Regions from separate parts of the Danio rerio genome. Here region 1 is linked to region 2. The links are chromatin contacts, called in public HiCAR-type maps. All regions are on one chromosome and are shown on one strand. Each heading gives the region's core, a stretch centred on a gene start, on an enhancer-like site or on the middle of the called end of the contact. The rest is flanking DNA. Distances are from core to core; before and after follow the strand shown.

The links. HiCAR-type assays count read pairs that join an accessible place to other places.
Region 1: a contact with region 2 is called in a HiCAR-type map of caudal fin, with 5 times the contacts expected there. The contact joins the promoter of frya here to the promoter of wdr95 in region 2. A contact is called at or near these places in 3 of 18 Hi-C or Micro-C datasets (caudal fin, hematopoietic stem cells and an unstated tissue) and 1 of 4 datasets of contacts at active chromatin or transcription factors (caudal fin).

Annotation. Positions count from the first base shown.
Region 1 is chr15:34,385,720-34,389,258 of GRCz12tu, reverse strand. frya (furry homolog a (Drosophila)) reads right to left here and starts at 1,285. Exons shown (of 61, transcript XM_073923799.1): 1 at 1,183-1,285.
Region 2 is chr15:34,122,442-34,125,743 of GRCz12tu, reverse strand. wdr95 (WD40 repeat domain 95) reads right to left here and starts at 1,833. Exons shown (of 29, transcript XR_012390934.1): 1 at 1,289-1,833. It overlaps tex26 (testis expressed 26), which reads right to left. Exons shown (of 7, transcript NM_001423546.1): 6 at 3,112-3,273; 7 at 1,740-2,101. The coding sequence ends at 2,010.

The DNA of each region.
Region 1 (3,539 bases), core at 36-2,535, 260 kb before region 2:
CAATTATTTTAAAATCAAGTAATGCACCCTTCATTCTGAAATCTCTTGCTTGTAATATGTGAGCATATTTACTGTACAAAACGTGTCCCTGAACTATGAGGGCAAAAGAATAAAATAAAATAATAAATTGTTCATTAATCATAATCAAGCCAAAATGTTCAATTAATCAAGATTTAGATTTTAGGGCAAATCCCCCAGCCCTAATAATAATAATTATTAGCTTCGCTTACTGTCAGTGATCCTCAAAAACTACATTTTGAGTAGCTTTTAAAAATACAGCAGACACCAAACTTGTATCTAAAGTATATATTTATATAATTTACCATTTAAAATATACAGTATTACTATAATTACTATAATAATGATATTTTTATTTATTTATTTATCATATTTTAAGTTCCCTCCAAGCATATTTTTTTAACACTGTTAAGATTATTCTAGGCTTAAATTTAAACTATTAGTAATATTTCACATTCAGCAGTGGTTCATACGCATATCTATCATTTATAAATAATAAAAAGCCTCAATTTCAGGGTTTACACAAGGAAAACAGCACTTTAACAAAGATATTTTTAAAAATAGTTTTACATAAGGTCTGGCAGTCCCTCTAGCTAGCAGCATGGGCTCATTTACATAAAAGAACGCCTACATACAGAATGGCTCTATATAATGTTTAACCATTTATTTAACCAGAACTAGTGAAAGATGGTACTGTATATCAAAATAATCAACGTCTGTTCATCTTCCTCTTTAAAAAATGATTAAAATTCAAACTTATAATACTTTAAAGAAACACATGTAGTCCAAGACACCTTCAGATAACGGTTTGGTGAATTACAGTATGCAAACTACAAGTATAGAATAGCAATTAAAACGTTTATAAAGGCAGTTCTTCTCAAAAGTGTTAAATAATGAGCTAATATTGTAAATACGTCAGTGTTTGATGCGCGAGAAATTATCCCGAAATAAACACATGCGCAACACTTCCCTCGACCACAATACAGCCTTATAAACTTCTGTATAAGACTTTAAAGCATATACAAACAATATAAGAGGCTGTAGTTGAGTAAATGTGAAGGATAATGTTCGAGTGATGAATATTTTATACAAAGTGTGGATTTACAGAGCTGACAGATTAAACCGCTCAAGATGTCAGTGGCAAATGAAAGCGAAAAGACGTACCTGAGAGGAAACGACTTTTTTTCTGACTATTGCTCCATCCCAAAGTTGCTGCGGCAGCGGTGAATTCTCGCACTTGCCTCGAGGTATGCAGAGCCTCTACCTCGTTACGACTGTCAATCAAACAAGTAGAGACAAGGCGTAAGCCCCGCCCACCCAGAAAGCCCCTCCCACTTGTAGCCCTCTGGCTGTCTCTTTCTGTTTTGACAGTCTGTGTGCATTACTGCCTTTACTCCTCTATCATTTAGCATGTTAATAATGTCAAGTCAGCTGTTCAGTGTAGAAAAAAATATATTGTATAGCCTAAGGTGTTTATTTTGATAAAAGGCAGGCTGATTGTACATTATGAATCATCCTTTACTACACTTTGCTACTATGCTAATAAACAAATACATGCACATTAAATATGAATGTGAGTTAGATTACTTTATCATCTTTCTTTTGTGTTCATGAAAAATAAGCGGATATAAAATTGCCAAAACAACAAATAGATTAGTGATTTCAAACAATAGCACTATTATGCATTCTTTCATCAATATTACATCCAGTTTTCAGCCAAACGTTTAAATTGAAGCTTGCATGAATCTGCATATTGTTTTAAATAAGCCCTTATTCTGAAGTCATGTTTTTGGCATATCTTTAAATAATTTATTTATTCAAATACAAGTCATTTTATAAGTGTTCCCTTATTATTTCATATCGGCCCTTATATCCTAACAAAATAACATACATGTAGTCATATGCAGGCTCTTTATCAGGTGTGAGCTCTCGTTTATAGCTCACCAATGACCAGCAGCGCGGGCAGTGGAGAGCTCATCTGAAGGTTTAGGGGAGGAGGACAGCTCTGTTGACTCTGCTGGAAGAGATGGAGAAAAGGTTATAGAACAGTTTTGTTGTCCTGCTGAAGAAACAGACAATTATGTAATTATTGACAAGTTTAATTAGTGCCTATTTGACTAATTCCTTCTCTATAAATTTAAAATATACTCTAATTATCTTAAAGGGATAGTTCATCCAAATATTAAAAAAAAGTCATCATTTGGTTCCCATTTACTTGTTTCAAACCTTTCAACACAAAATAAGATATTTTGAAAAAAATTATAAAACAAAAAAAAACTGTAACCACTGACTTTCATAGTATTTGTTTTTCGCCCACTATGGAAGTCATTGATTATGAAAATATCTTCTGTGTTTAACACACACACACACACACAGTATGCATACATATACAGTATATATATATGAGCAATATAACGAGTAGCAGTGCAAATTGGCTGTAGTTCGCCTTAGTGTTCCACCAGTGACATTATACAGCCATATCGCACTGCTACAAGAGTGACATTGTGTTTATACAACAGTTCGCCAGCATTATCGTATTAATTAAAAAAAGAAATTCAAACACAGAGTCAAAAAAAGCCTTTTGTATGAGGAACTACTTTCTCCCACCATTCCTTCACATCTGCAGCTGACGTCAGAACAGCAGAAACCTTTGCTACTACACCAACATCCCTTTACAGCTAGTGTTAGAATGATTTGCGTAATATCTAAAGTGATGATAAAACAGCTGATTTTGCTCACATTTTAAGATTATAAGGCTGAACGGCATGAAATGCCATCTGTATACAGAGATTTCACAGTATTTCTCTGTTGCAATTGGGATATTACAATAATTAACGTCAAAAAAGCCAAAGCAAAGCAAAAACACTATCAGAAACATTACCAGACTGGTATACAGTAAATACAACACTACAACATACAACAGAAAAAGATTGAATAGAAAAGTCACTTACCTGTTTTATAATGTTTTGATCAGCTTTAGTTTGTAATTACGTTGAGTTTTTCTGCCCTAAGGGCTTATTATGCGGCCTCTGTCACCATCTTGTGAATGGACAACATCAACCATCTTTGCTCTGCTTAGTATGACAGGCTGATGGATGCCGATGCGCTGTATCTCCGAAATTATAAATATCTAAAATAGGCAATGTCCTTATAAATGAATTACATAGTTGCAATCTAAACAACAAAATTCTTGACTAAAAAGACTCGGAAATACATTATGTTGTCCAACAGCTGTAGTAAGTTTAAATATCTGCTGCCTCTCTATGTGGGCGGAGTAATACACAAGAGTGAAATCATATTCGCATTCAATCATATTCGAGCCAATCATATTCCAGAACCAGACAAAACTGTTGTGTGTATATTTACAGTTGGAAGTCAGAATTATTAGCCTCCCTTTGAATTGTTTGTTCTTTTTTTAATATTTCCCAAATTATGCTTAACAGAGCAAGGAAATGATCACAGCATGTCAGATAATATTTTTTTCTTTTGGAGAAAGTCTTCATTGTTTTATTTCAGCTAGA
Region 2 (3,302 bases), core at 584-3,083:
GAGTATTTAGAAAATGTAAGAATGCAGATTGCTTCCTTCAAGGGTTGGGGTTATGGGTAGGGGGATTCAGTTTGAACAATACGCTAATCATTAGATCTATGGGAAGTCCCCATAAAGATAGCTGTACACTAGAGAACACATCTCAAAAAGAGTGAAATAATTTTATTATATTATATATATTATATTTTATATATATATATATATATATATATATATATATATATATATATATATATATATATATATACTTATATTTGTTGCAATTTTTAGTTGTATTTGTTTATATTTCACAATGAAAGTTTAACTATACAATTTATTTAATGTCTAAAAATTAAAAATTGTAAAACAAAAATTGTATTCATAGTTGTAAATAAATTTACAATTTTGAAGTAACCAATTTTTAATAAAAAGAAGAATAATTGAAAAATGTTCTTGTGAACTGGGAAGATTATCTTAATAAATGAAACAACTGAAAATAAACAATTCAAAAGCAGTTTGTTAGTGTAAAATCATTTAAAGATATTTTGTGCAATGGAAAGTTTTTATGCTTGCTAAAGTTTTTGAATCATTAAATCAATGAACAATCAACATCAAAAGAGAACCATTATTTCTAAGAGCAAATACAGTTCCACCATAAAGCATCAGTTCTGTTATAAAAAAAAAAAAAATATATATATATATATATATATATATATATATATATATATATATATATATATATATATATATGTGTGTGTGTGTGTGTGTGTGTGTGTGTGTGTGTGTGTGTGTGTGTGTGTGTGTGTGGTGTTGTATGCCATGCTAATCTGAATAAACAAAGGCAAGCATATCTCACTTCACTCTAATAAGAGAAAACTTAGCGCTTCCTAAATTTCATTTTGCAAAGCTAAAGCCAAGGGTGGGTTAAGCCAAATCAAATTGGAGCCAAGAAACATCTCCATATTTGTCTGTCAAAACATAAATGAATTAATCCTCAAGGACACAAACTGATTGATACAATGTTCCAGCAAGGCACCGACATCAACCATCTTCCTTACTCCCTGGCAACAGTAAACATTATGAACAACAGGAGGAGTGTATCTCAAGGTCAGGTGCTGCAAAATGACTGAATATCAATGTGGTGCGAAACCCAGACCTCATACCGAGATGAAAGCCGTGAAGCAGAACAAATGAGTCTCTGCATCAGAAGCTGCGTCAAAGTGGTGCTGAGCAAATTAAATGTTTAAACGAGGGAACAGGACGCTTTGTTCAGATATAGATCAATAAAAAGCAGAATAAAGCAGAATACCTGGGCTTGTTATGGGTCTCAAGTTGGGCTCCAGCAGATGAGGCCCGAATTTTCCTGCCTAGTGGCATATCGGGAGAGATCTGAGAGAGACTCTTGTCTTCTCAGTGTGACTTTCGTTCTCCTTAGAGGCTGCTTGCTTGTTTTGCTGCACGATCTATGGCTTAGAGAGCTTAGAGACAGAGCACACCTGAGTCTCAGGTTACCTGATATACAAAACACAGCGGGGTGTCTGCGCATGCAGTGTAACAAGAGCCTCATTCAATCCAATGCAGAAATGTCTGTTTGCCATAACATGACGCTCTTAATTTTTCACTTTTCTGAAAAGTATTTCAGTAAGATATCTGTGGTTTTTAAATAGTGTTTCTTTTTCACACCTTGTTGTGCACATCCGACTACTGCAAAATGACTAGCATTGAAATGGTTACCAGACATTACACAGTATGTATCCAATGCCTTTATTGTGCCAAGATCCTTAAAAATATATTGCATGCCTTATTATATAGTATAGATTTTTCAAGAGATTCATTATTCTCCATAAACAAATACTTAACATTATTTTTGAAATCTATTTTGTAATAGAGAATCTATTGCTAAAAAAAGAAGTTATTACCACTGTGTAGAGGGTTATGTCTATTAAACATTTTTCAGTGTATTATTAAACACATCATTTGAATATGTACAATAAAGAGACTGAGTGTTTTCACAGTTCACGATGGCATGTTCATAAAGGTCCTGGCCAGGCTGACATCCTCTCCAGTTTGCATCCATAAGCAGAGGGATTGGTTATGTGTAGTGACTTCACTTCCTTCTTTTCTGGGAAAAAATAAATAAAAATACTTAGCACATACATATATTTTACAATACTGTGAGAATTATGCTTAAGTCATGATGGTATACTGTTTCTGGGTCAAAGCTGTATGATTACTGTATTATTAGTAATGTTTGTTGAGTTTCCCTGTACAGTTTGATAGAGAGCTTGGACATGGAAGATGTTTTGAGTGATGTCAGACTTAAAAAGCGGATAGTATGCTATCCGAAAGAAGAGGTTGAGACCAGATCTTTGAACAAACTGAGGAAAAAATAGCGATAATGCAATTTTATAATGAGAATATTCAGGGGATTTATGACCTTTGATGGATGCATATCTATTGTAAGAGACCTCCGAAACTAATTAGGAACTTTTGAAACAGCATAACACATACAGTTGAAGTCAGAATTATTAGCCCCCCCTAAATTATTCGCCCCCGTTTAATCTTTTTCCCAATTTCTGTTTAACAGAGATTTCTTTAACACATTTCTAAACACAATAGTTTTAATAACTCATCTCTAATAACTTGATTAATTTAATAAATCTAATAACTTGATTAATTTTATCTTTGCCATGATGACAGTAAATAATATTTGACTAGATATTCTTTAAGACACTTCTATACAGTTTTAAATGGCATTTAAAGGCTTAACTAGGTTAATTAGGTTAACTAGGCAGGTTAGGGTAGTTAGGCAGGTTATTGTATAACGATGGTTTGTTCTGTAGACTATCATGAAAAATAGCTTACAGTTGCTAATATTTTTGTCCCTAATATAGTTTTTAAAAATTTAAAAAACTGCTTTTATTCTAGCCGAAATAAAACAAATAAGACTTTCTCCAGAAGAAAAAATATTATAAGACAAACTGTGAAAATTTCATTGCTCTGTTAAACATCATTTAGGAAATATTTAAAAAAAAAAAATCAAAGGGGGGCTAATAATTCTGACTTAAACTAGACTTTAATGCATTCAATTGTAATGTTTCAGTAAGAATGCACAGTATCAAACTATCTTACCTTTATTGGATAGTGTCTTACAAAACTGCAGAACAGTCTCAGGTGAGACTGACTTGAGCCCTGAGGAGACATCTGTATATTTTCTTGCAAAATGTTTATTGTATGTGCTCTGTAGTTTGCTGCGCTCCTGTTTATCGATGTGACTGTGATCAACTGTAGGAACTCAAATAAAAAATGTTATTCCTCTTTAA